Linked DNA regions of Ovis aries: region 1 is linked to region 2. Evidence: chromatin contacts called from public Hi-C data. All regions are on one chromosome and are shown on one strand. Each heading gives the region's core, a stretch centred on a gene start, on an enhancer-like site or on the middle of the called end of the contact. The rest is flanking DNA. Distances are from core to core; before and after follow the strand shown.

Region 1 (6,219 bases), core at 2,844-5,343, 840 kb before region 2:
GCCTGAAGTATTTACACTCTGGCTCTTCACAAAGGAAGCTTGTCGATCCCTGCTGTAGACTAAATACTTGAGCATGAAACAGATGGGTCTTCAGGTCGGTTCACCTTCAACCTGCCCGGGTACTGAGAGTTTCTCCTCCAGAGGGTGGGCACACGTTATCTCCCTGTCTGCAGCATACAACCTGCCCTCCATTGACACGTACGCACACTCCTGATCTGACTTCTTGCTAACATCATAGCTTTACTATCCTTAAAGTCCTGGACACTGGAGAGGCTGAGCGTATTTTCAAATGCTTAAGAACCATTCAACAAAGCATGATGGTTATTCATTCAACAGACACTGCTCTTTACATGAAGAACATAAGAGTAATCTGAACAGGCAGAAATTCCAGTGTCCGTAATGTTTTTACGAGTTTATGATAAAATGATAAAGAAAAGAAGCAGTTTTCATTGAGACACTCACTGAAAGTTCGCTTTGCATAAGCAACACTCACAGTGCTCCGGGAGTCACAAAAGACACGTTCCCCGCTCTCAGGAGGGCAGAACGCTATATATAGACATGTGTGATCTCAACTCTACTGAAAAAAAAAAAAAAAAACTGTTAGAAGGTAGATCCAAATATTAATAATAATGGTTTATGGTTTCCACCAGAATTACAGTGGATTGTCATTTGCTTTAGGTTTTCATTATTGTTTTCCAAGCTTCTCCCATGAGCACATGTTTCTTTTGAAACCAAAAGTAAAGATTAGTCTTTGTTAAGACCAGGGCTGGGAGATGGGTCCCTATCTCTTTGGGTTCCACTGTGGTTGTCTTCAATGCGTGCTCCAGGTTTTAAAAAAGGAAAAAAAAAAAACCAAAAACTTGAGGAAGGACAAAGTGCAAAGCTGCCTCACAGTCGCCCTGGTTCCCTGGGTCTCAGGTCTCGGCCTGACACCTCTGGGCACCACACTCCATGGACCCAGCGCCCAGAACCAGGAGACAGTGTCTGAGGGTCTTCCTCCAGCTTGGGCTCTTTGTAAAGCTCAGCCTCCTCTGGCACAAGAAAGCAGGAAAGGCCAGTTTTGCAGGAGTCCCTCTCCTGTCGTGGTTTTCATTCTGTCTGCCCTCTAGGGGAAGACTGAAGGCAGGAGGCGAAGGGGACGACAGAGGATGAGATGGTTGGATGGCATCACCGAGGCGAAGGATATGTGTTTGAGCAAGCTCCGGGAGTTGGTGATGAACAGGGAAGCCTGGCGTGCTGCAGTCCGTGGGGTCGCAGAGTCAGACACAACTGAGTGACTGAACTGAACTGAACTCTCCTGTTACTAGAAGTGACCTTGGTCTGGGAAAGGCGCACAGACATATCCTTGGTTGGCAAAAGCAAGCATCAGACAGCCTGTCAGTCTCTCGTGGTAAACTCAAAGCTGTGGCAAGCAAAAAGATGGAGACTTCAAGTTTCAAAGCCTCACCCAGGCTAATAATCCTCACTGTGAAAACCTGCTTACACCACCCTGCCCTAAGTCTGGAGGTTAAGACTTACACTAATGCTTACTTTTCTAGGGAACAAAGGACATGTATTATGTTCAATATACATGTAACACATTTACTGACTAAAGTAATGGTCTGATGAAGGTCAACGGTCAAGACATTTAAGGGTTAAATTCCTGTTGCTATTGTTTGAACACTTAAGAACAGAAGGCTGAAAGTCAAACACAGAAGTGTTCTTAGCAAAAACATTCTCACTCCTGCTCTTACTTTCAGTTTGCTGGCCAGACTGCAGTATGGCCTACCTCTGGTTATATTTAAAAACATTTTTTTAAATAATTGAAGTATAGTTGATGCATAATGTTTCAGGTATAGAGCAAAGGGATTCAGTTATACCATCCACTGGTTATATTAAACAGGAGAACTGAAAGTCACAGACTGGAGGCTCTCAAAACTTTATGCTAAGCAAGATATCAACAACACAACTTTTTACTAAGGGCCATAGGGGCGAGGCAAGGTCCCAGCTGAGACTGCAGTTACTCCCATCTTATCTTATAAGCAGAGACACCCTGCTGCTGGATGAAGACTGCAGCTCACCCTGTAAGTGAAAAAAGCCAGCCACTTGGTAGCATTCCAGAAGACCAGGAAGGCAAAAGGATCGTGGGTATAATACATGGAAGTATTACTTTTTTAAATTTTTAGTTGCTCAGTTGTGTCCGACTCTTTGGGATCCCATACCTTCTGGTAATGTTAAGCTGCCTTCACTCCTCATTTCCACCCGCCAAAACCAAGAGTTCTGTACGGATTAGATAACATGGGGAAAAATACTTTTAAAGTCATAAAGTGCTAATAATAAAACAGCTACCATTTAGTGGGTGCCTTCCCTGTGCCAGGTGAGATGACGGGCACATTCTAAAAGTTTTCCTTTCTCTTTGTTCCTCACAAAATCTTTGGCACACGTGGTTTCATTATCCTCATATTATTCAAAGGGAAAACGCAGTTTTGTGCCTTGCTTCAGGCTGCAGAATGGATTGGCCACAGGATTCTAACCTGAAGCCTTTCCCTGACACCAGCCTGTCTCGTCCATGTTGGAATGACTATGATGGACAACTTCAAATGCAGAACAGCAGAAAACAGAACTCGGCATGCAGACTACCAGAGAACTTGGTGCCTTAAAACTCTCCAGGACACTGTCACTAAACAACCTCAGGAAGACTCAGGGAGAACTCAGTCACTGAAAAGTCTAACTGGAATGCCACGCTTCAGCGGGTACAGGGACAGTCCCCCCATTTCTCTGCCAGCCCCATCCACCCCAGCCAAAGGGCAGGCCTGGTTTTCCAGGCAAGAATACTGGAATGCGTGCCCGTGCCATTCCCTTCTCCAGTCCCTCCTACTCAACTCACTTGAAACAGCAGAATGCAGGTAAGGTTCACAGCAGGAGACTCAACAGCAAAGGTGCTAATTAACTGTCAGGGCCCTCCTCCCTCCCTCCAGAGACAGTGACAAGTCACAGACTCTGCATACTTTGCCCCAGAACCTGACTGGCTCCTGGAGCTGCCAGCTTGAGTTAGCTAGGGCTCAGGAGTCATTCCTCGTCCAGCTCCCCACAAACCTCTCTAAGATACCCTATCTCCCACAAATCTCCCCCATCCTTGAGTATCTGAACATAAATTTTCATGTCTTTTTCAGCAGCAGACGTCAGCTAAGTCCACTCCAAAAGCTGAGTCCAGCCCCTCCTTGTAAGCAACGACGGAGAACGGTCCCTGACCACCCTCATCCCCCAGCCTTGAGGCACGACAGGCCAATCTCTGAATCCCCGAGCCTCAGAAAAGGGCAACCTCGGCCCTCCCGGCACCATCAACAGCACCTGTCCCTTATCCACGGGACAGGCCACTCCCTCAAATTGTTCCCAAGTGATTACTTCTTAGGGCCTCTTCCTGTATCCCTCTGCCCCACTTCCCCACTCCTGCAGAGCTGGGAGTCGGGCTGCTGATAATGTTGCTTGGACTCAGCCGAAGAGAACTTGCCCCGAAACGCCTACTGCAGCTCAGAGTGAGGATCGGAGAACCTCTAGGACTTAAACCCGCTGCACAGACTGGCCCAGAGCCCCAGATCTTCAAAACCTAGTTCCAACTCGATCGTGCCCCCACTCTAGATGCTCTGATGCGGTGTGGAAACCCATACCCTAACCCCCTCCCCTCGAGCCCCCGGACGGACCTGCCCGACAGACCCTCGGCCCCGTAGAGCAGCCAAGGAAGGTCGCCCCCCAGCCCCGCCCGCAGCCGGCCCTGACCTTGCCGGAGCTGGGGGTCGTCCAGCACATTGTAGGCCGCGTAGTCGCGGACGCCGTGCAGCCGCAGGATCTGCACCACAGCGTTGCTGAAGCCGCACTGGGGCTGCTCCGGCGTCCCCTTGAGGAAGACCACCACCTTGTCCTTCTTCACCAACGCGTCCAAGTGCTCCGACGAGCCGCTGCCGCCCGAGCCTGCCGCCCGCACGCCCGGGCCCCGGAGGCCGCCGCCTACGCCGCGCCCCCAGCGGAGCAGAGCGGTCGCCGCCGCCGCCGCCGCCCGGCCCAGAGAGCCGCTCATCCCAGCACGTTGGCCGCAGCTCTTGACCGCCGGCGACCTGGGCTAGCCAGCCGGAGCCTTCCCGGGGCCCGGCCCGCGGCGACTCGGCCCGCCCCCCGGAGGCCCTCATTGGACCGGCTCCGAATAGCTCTCCCTCATTGGATAGAGCTGGCCCGCAATTACTTGATTCTACCAATCAGATTGCTCGTCCCGCCCCGACAGGTTGAAGGAGGTCTTTACGTCTGAGCCACTACCCACCCCCTTACCATTGGCCGTCGGCAACCGCTTCGTCAGCTGATTGGAGAAAGTGGATGTCCATCAGTGTCACGACGTTCCGTGGTAAGCAGAGGCGAAACCAAAAAGACGACTTCCCTCCGAAGGGCAGACGGGCCTGCTGGGATACTGTGGGAGGACTGGGTCAGGCGCTGGGCGGGGTTTTCGCAGCTCCGCGGAACGCCGGGAAGGGGTCACGTCCAGACGAGGATTCCGGTTCCGGTGCAGACGGCGGCAGCGGCGTTGCCACGGCAGCGTGGTTGGCCGGTACCTGGGTAGTGAGCTCGCGTTGTTGGAGGGGCTGGAGTTGGCTTCGGTCCTGCGTTGTCCGCTTAGGTGAGCTGCCGGAGCTTCCGTGAGGCCGCGGCGGGAACAGGGACCGCGCGGGCCTCTGGGGGCCGGGCCTGGCCGGGGTTACGAGGTCGGGGCGCGCGGGGCTTGAGTCCCGGCCCTCCGGCTGTCCCGCTGCTCACGTGGGAGACCCAGACCCTTTCTCGCCTCTGCACCTCGATTATTTCACTAAAATAGCTTTTGACTTTTAAAGTTCACGAGGCGCTCTTGTCTGTGTGGTCGGGGCTTCGCTGACTTTTCAGCCTACTTAAGCCCCTGGGCCTGGGCCCCAGGAAAGGTGTGTTGAGTGAGAAACTTAAGAAAGGAATTGGTTCGTTCGAGGAACGTTTTCCGAGCAGCTGCTGCGTACAAGGCACGGCGCCGGGGAGAGACGTCCAGTGAGACCTGTGCCCAAAGGTTGACAGATGAGAGGCGGGCGCAAAGCAATGTGGGGGTACAGGGGAGGGAAAGGAAGCCTCCCGAGGCCCACCGCTTTCTCCATTCTTCATTGTGCATGTCACACCTTGTCGTACATCATTAGCTTGTTGTTGCCTTCCCTCCCAGACCCTTGACTTCATTCACCGCTGCATCTTCAGTACGTAAAACGGGTGCTTGCGTTGCTGACAAGAGTGACCCCCGAAGAGCGGGGCTCCGTGAAATCGCCATGTGATCTGTAGTCTCGGCGTCGCACTGGGTTGATGGTACCCTGGAGCACCCCAGACTTGCAGAGAAAGCATCCTCCAGAGGAAGCTGAGGCAGGACTGCTCGAGGGCCGGCAGTGCCATGTGCAATTTTCCTCTGATAGTTCCCAGTGCTGTTGCCACGGTGATGATGGCTGTGCCATGCCATTGTCTATCAACCGACAGGAAGAGAAACTTTGGCAGTCAGATATTGTTTAACAGATGAAGTGGTTTCTGTTGGACACTTCAGTACTGCTACAAATTACCTTTCTTTTCTTTTCTTTTTTTTTAAAACCCTAAGTATTTTAAAAGTTGTGGCTGGAGGTGACCTCGTTCTGCATTCAAGGTTAAAAATCTGAAAATTAAAATATGTGCTTTCAGCAAGAGTATCTTCTAAATAATCATTCAGCATGAAACTTGAGCCCCATAAGCTGAAAATTAAACTCAAGACTTTCCTCAGAAATGCTCCCCAGTGACATATTTATTTAACCCCCCTCTGATGTTATTGATGTTTAGTACTTTACTAATGTGGGACCCACGATTGATGAGCTTCTTAAAGAATCCTTTTTCTCTCCCCCAGAGTCATTGATTCCAGGTAAATCAGAGGAACAGACATCATGAACAGAAATAATACGGAAAGTGATGTGATGCAGAAGTTTAACTATTGTTCCAGAAGTCCAGCATCTGTGGCTCATAACTTTAGGAACTGTATCATTTTCAAGGTCACCTAACATATACTCATATTGGGTTGGCCAGAAAGTTCATTTGGTTTTCCTGTAAGCTGAGAAAACCGGCATGAACTTTTTGGCTAACCCAGTGCTTATAGTAAGTTTATTTTATTTTATTTTTTCAATAAATATTGACAGTTTGTTCCAGAAAATGTAAATTGTTCATTGCCTCCTA
Region 2 (5,708 bases), core at 1,725-4,224:
GCTGTCTAAAATATATGGCAGGCTCTAGGCACTGAGTCTGCTGTGCCAAGCGGAGAGGTTGGTCCTGCCCATCAGGCATCTGCTCCAGGTAGGAGGTGATAGGACTCCTTCTGTGCGCTCTCATTGTCTACAAACTTTCAGCTGTATCTTGGGCAGTTGATCCCCCCGCTGCCTTGTGGCCTAGCAAGCAGTCTCTGAAAAGCGGAGGGAACTTCTCAGGATCGTGCATTAGGCCATCATCTGCCAGATGATGCCCTGTGCTCCCTCAGCCCCATTCTGCAGCCTCCAAGGTACCTTCATGGGCTGGACACCTGCGACAGGAAGCCAGGACTCCACACGTGGGCTCTGGTGCTCAGAGCCTGGAGAGGGACTTGCAGGAACCAGCAGTCATGGCAGGCTTCCTGGAGGAGGCAGGTCTTGCTGGAAATGGACATCCAGAGAGGTGGACACGAGAACCATGGTGAGGGTGGTAGCTTGCTTTCACTATTCTGGGAATTTTGTATCAAGTGAACTGTGGAGGATATTCTTAACTCTGAACTCGCCTCCAAAGCAAGGAGGCTCCCAGGACAGGTAGTGTGTTCCTGGTCCCAGGAACTCACCCGGGCTCCTGTAGGCTAAAGGTTCCCAACCTTGGCTGCACGTTAGAATCACCTGGGAAGATTTTATACATCCAGATGCCCAGACCCCACCCCAGACCAATTAAATCAGAACATTGGGGTGGGGCCCACCCAGCAGTTTTGAAAGCTATAAACGGAAATCCTGAATTGGACTAAAGTCTGGGGGGCTGGGTGATCTCTAATTTGAAGAGGGATGGGCTGGCATGTGTGGGCCCTTCCCTGACATCCAGACACCCGGGGCACATGTTGTCCCCTGTCTGGGGTCCTTTGGCCCTTCTGGGCCATCCCCAGGGCCAACCCCAGTGGAGTGTGCCCTCTTTCCACCCAGCCCCCCTGCCATCTTTCTCTCCCTTCTGAACCAGACTCCTGCCCACCTCCGAGGCTGCAGGGCTCACTCTGTGTGAACACATGCTGAGGTTTCCTGCTGAGCTTGGAACCCGTAGTGGTCAAAACACTGAGGGGGAGGAGAGGGGTCTTGCAGAAGCACTGGCTGTGTCTGGCCGCGCGGCTGCCAGCCCCGGATTCCTTCTTGGGGCTTTGGCTTGGAGCTCCAATGGGCTCTGTGTGTGGGTCTGTGTGTGTGTGCGTGCGTGCCTAAGTGCATGTGTAGGGAGCACTGGTGTGACCACGGATGAGTATTCACTAGGCATCAGGGTTGCAGCTGTGTGAATGCGTGCGCACAACCCTGCTGGGTCATCCTGAAGGCAGAATTATGCACACACATGTCTGGGGCTCCAACAAAGCAGGGGAGCTGAAATGAATGGCTGACTGAATAAACGAACCAACAAATAGGTGCAGAGAAAATAATTTAAAATTCTCATCAGAAAAGTTATGAAAGAATCCACTTCATTTTGAGGGCGCATTTTGTTTTCTGACATTTCTAAAACATAACCTTTTCTTTTAAATTCCATGCCGGAATTCCATGAGCTTTTCTGTGTCAAGAGCCTCTTGAAGGGGATCTTGGCACACACTGGTGCTAATACCTCAGGCTGCAGTGAATGCCTGCGATGTGCGATTAAGGGGCTGCCATGGGTTTCTGTCTGCAGGAATCGGTGCGTGCACTTGGGTTGGTGTGCCTGCGTGTGCACACATGTGGTACAGGCAGATGCAAGGGCTCCTGCGTATGGCTGTGTGTACCTGGACATCCCTGAAGGCACTGACGGGATTTTTCTGGATAAATGTGGGACCTCCCAGGTGGTGCTAGTGGTAAAGAACCTGCCTGCCAATGCTAAGTCGCTTCAGTCATGTCTGACTCCGTGTGACCCCGTGGCCTGGGGCCCACGAGGCTCCTCCGTCCCCGGGATTCTCCCGGCAAGAATGCTGGAGTGGGTTGGCCATGCTGTTGAACCCACATCTCTTCTGTCCCTCATTGGCAGCCAGGTTCTTTAAACACTAGCGCCACCTGGGAAGCCTGCCTGCCAATGCAGGAGACGTAAAGAGACGCAGGTTTTGATCCCTGGGTCAGGAAGATCCCCTGGAGGAGGGCGTGGCCACCCACTCCAGGATTTTTGCCTGGAGGATCCCATGGACAGAGGAGCCTGGCGGGCTACAGTCCATAGGGTCCCAAAGAGCTGGACACGACTGCTGTGACTTAGCACACACACACTCACATGCATGCGGGTGCCTGCTTTCCTGCCTATAATGAAGAAATCTTTCACAACTCAGCCACCATCTTTTAGCTGCCAGAGTAAAAAGGCAAAAACTGAGTTATCAGAACGTGTTACAAGATTCTAAAGGCTTGCATGTGGCCTCATTCATGCTCTAGTCCAAACACAAGGACCAGTGAACACGGATGTCGTCTTGAACGCAAAGACAATGGTGGTAAATGGGAATCGGCCATCTCACCCTGCCAGACTGGGTGTTCCAGACTGCTGCCACTGCGGAGATCTGAAGCTTCCGATCTGCCAATAAAGGACGAACACAACTGAGAGAGGCAAGAGGGTTGTCCCAGCAGGTAATTACCATTACAGCTGGGAACTAAGGCCTGAAGGAGGTGTGTGTGCTTAGCCCCTCAGTCGTGTCCGACTTTTTGTGACCCCATGGACTGTAGCCCTCCAGGCTCCTCTATCCGTGGGGATTCTCCAGGCAAGAATACTGGAGTCAGTTGCCATGCCCTCCTCCAGGGGATCTTCCTGACCCAGGGATCAAACCCAGGTCTCCCGCATTGCAGGCAGATTCTTTACCCTCTGAGCCACCAGGGAAGCTCTAGGGATGATCACCAGGTGCCTCTTAGCGCCCCCTGTTGATGGGTTCCCTCTCCTGCAGACGGGTTTGGGAAAGAGGAGGGGAGAGGTTCTCCCTTGAGTCATACCCCAGAAGGACATGGACTGTTAGATGTGAGAGCCTCAGGGCCATCGTGTCTGCCTGACCGAAGCCACCTGGGCAGCAGCCAGGGGATTTGTGCCAGGTGCCCTTCTCACGACCTGGCTGGGCTCACCACCCCACCACCTCGCCTGGCCCCCGTCTCTCCTTCCCCCACCTCCTTCCCCAGCGAGAGTGCCCACAGAAGGCAGGAGTGGGTGCCAACCATGATTTCAACGCGTCTGGACGCTGGAAATGCCCACTGTTTGTGTTTAGCCATCGTAGTAGTCTCCTGTTAAAATGAGTCAAGGGTCAGAAAACATTTTCTGTCAAAGGCCAGTTAGTAACTTTTTTAGGTTTTACAAGCCAGTCAGACTCTGTTGCAATTAATCAGCTGTTGCAGAAGTGTGCAAGCAGTCTCAGATACATGTATAAGTGTGGTTGTGCTCAATAACACTTTATTTACTAAAACACATGTTGGGCTAGGGCCCCATATATGGGGCTCCCAAATCTTATTTGCCCACCCCTGCTCTACAGAACAGACATCTGTCCTTTGCCTGCCCTGCATATCTATTCCCGCTTCTGTGGGTAAAACAAATCTCCCCTTTGAGAACTACTCTCCCCTCATTTTCAAGTGTATGGAGTATGTGACCTTGACCTACCATTGTCCACTTGACTCAAGTTGATCAGCATGTTCTGCCCTCTTCCCTACCCCTCAAATACCAGTTAGTTCAAGAATGAAAACCTGACCCAATGGAGGCAGTGAGAGTCGCAGCCTTTGTTCAGTGCTTGGGGAAAAGAGATGATCTTTCTTCCCCTGAGGCTGTGAGGTCTGGAACAGGTGCAGCCGTTTTGCTTCTTGAGGGAGAAATTCTAGTGGGCCTAAAGTGGAAGGCAGAGAAAAATGATGGAGGACCCTTTCTTCCTGGTGACTCCATTTGAGCCTCTGGATCAAACCTCTCCTGAAGCCTGAACAACCTTTGGACTTTCCATTTATGTGACCCAATAAATTCCCTTTATGGTTTAAGCTGTTTGACCTGGATCTTCTGTCACTCATAGTCTAATCCCCTATTGATACATGCTCTCTTGGGGCCCACACAGGCCAGCCTCCTGCATGATGAGAGCCTTCTGGAGGCTTGAGATGTTTTGAAGTTGCCTCCAAGATGCTGGCTGCAGCCTCTGAGACTTTGACACACTCTGCTTTCCAGGGAAGCCGGAACATGGACCCCTACCTGGGCCCTAGGACCTGGGGCCAAGGCTCTGGCTTTTGCCTTCAACTAGGCTGAGCTTGGCAATAATAGCTGGGAAGCCCGGATTCTCCAGCCTGTGAACTTTAAAAAGTTCTGTAACGGAAACATCTGGGCCCTCTGCTGGCCCCAGGGTGCACACCCCTGAGACTGCCATAAGTCACGACGGCACGTCGAAGGTTTTATTGCAGTTATGAATTATGGATATGGCCTGGGCTGTGCACTTTTCATTATTTTTTTCCTGCTGCAATTAAGCCACAAATCATACTTGAGAAATGGGAGGGTGACCGAATTAGTCAGGATTCGTTCTTAATAAGCTGACCCTGGAAAAGTCATCCAGGATGGGTCAGATGTTTGCCAGGTCCCAAGAGCTGAGGCCGGGAGACCAACAGTATCTCCTCACCCAGGTTTCCAGATAATGGACTCTGTACATCCGAGAGGCTCATGCTGCCTAGATACATGTTTAACCCACTCGGTGCCTCTGTCTGGCCTTAGCTGGAAAGCAGAGAGACCCCCAAGGAGGATGGAGGAAGGTGGGGGATGGTTTGATCCAGCTCCCTAGACTGATGGCTGTCAGACTGAAGATCAGCTTTCTGATCCCCTGAGACGTGGTGATGAGGGGTGAGTGGGGCATCCTGAGTTTCTGAGAATCTGGGACAAGAAGGTTTCTACCCTGTTGGATTTTGAGCATAACCTTACTAGCATGGAAAGTGCAATTGTCCAGTAGTTTGAACATTCTTTAACACTACCCTTCTTGGAAATTGGGATGAAAATTAACCTTTTCCAGTCCTGTGGCCACTCCTGGGTTTTCCAAATTTGCTGACATATTGAGTGCAACACTTTATTAGCATCGTCTTTTAGGATCTAAAATACCTCTGCTGGAATCCCATCATCTACACTAGCTTTAATGACAGCCGACTCATTGGAAAAGACCCTGATGCTGGGAAAGATCGAAGGCAGAAGGAAAAGAGGCTGACAGAGGTTGAGATGGTTGGATGGCATCCCCAATTCAGTGGACATGAACTTGGGCAAACTCTAGGAGATAGTGAAGGACAGGAAAGCCTGGTGTACTGCAGTTCATGGGGTTGTAAAGAGTTGGAGACAACTTGGGGACTGAACAAGAACAACCCTGTTGGAGCATGTGAGTCCTTACTTTTTTAAAATTAACTTTTTAATTGAAATACAGCTAAACTTATGGTCGTGATCATTTTACAAGATATACATAGATATCAAGTCATGACGTTTTGCACTGAAAACTAATACAATGTTATATGTTGATTATGTACCAATAAAAAATAAAGACAAAAAAAAATAAGAAATACAATGTACACATAGGAATTTCCTACCTATGCGACAGGCACCCAGATCAGTGCAAGACTTGGCTACTACAGAGAGGAGTAAGTCATGCTCTTGGCCCTCAAGGAGCTCACAGTCAGCCAAAGAAAAGGGTGCGTAAATAACTCACGATAATATTAATCCAAATGAAGCCAAGGTACAGCGGTGCCAGGCCCATTGCCCTTTACACAGGACAAGCCTTGCAGTC

What was found. A called contact is a pair of places that touch in the nucleus more often than the background predicts.
Region 1: a contact with region 2 is called in a Hi-C map of tail adipose tissue, with 2.6 times the contacts expected there. The contact joins the promoter of GLRX5 here to the enhancer-like site in region 2. A contact is called at or near these places in 3 of 16 Hi-C or Micro-C datasets (hypothalamus, skin fibroblasts and tail adipose tissue).

What each region holds. Positions count from the first base shown.
Region 1 is chr18:58,109,919-58,116,137 of ARS-UI_Ramb_v3.0, reverse strand. It overlaps GLRX5 (glutaredoxin 5), which reads right to left and starts at 4,093. Exons shown (of 3, transcript XM_060401462.1): 1 at 3,757-4,093. The coding sequence starts at 4,054. LOC105603234 (a long non-coding RNA gene) reads left to right here and starts at 4,509. Exons shown (of 4, transcript XR_009597123.1): 1 at 4,509-4,642; 2 at 5,897-6,219. It also overlaps LOC114109243.
Region 2 is chr18:57,265,062-57,270,769 of ARS-UI_Ramb_v3.0, reverse strand. No RefSeq gene overlaps it. Among named protein-coding and RNA genes, the nearest start is that of GSC, 87 kb to the left of the region's middle. Within about 2 kb of position 2,974, at least 2 of the 54 cell types and tissues checked have an H3K27ac peak or open chromatin away from gene starts, as enhancers often do. A contact at or near this core is called in tail adipose tissue, where this site is marked.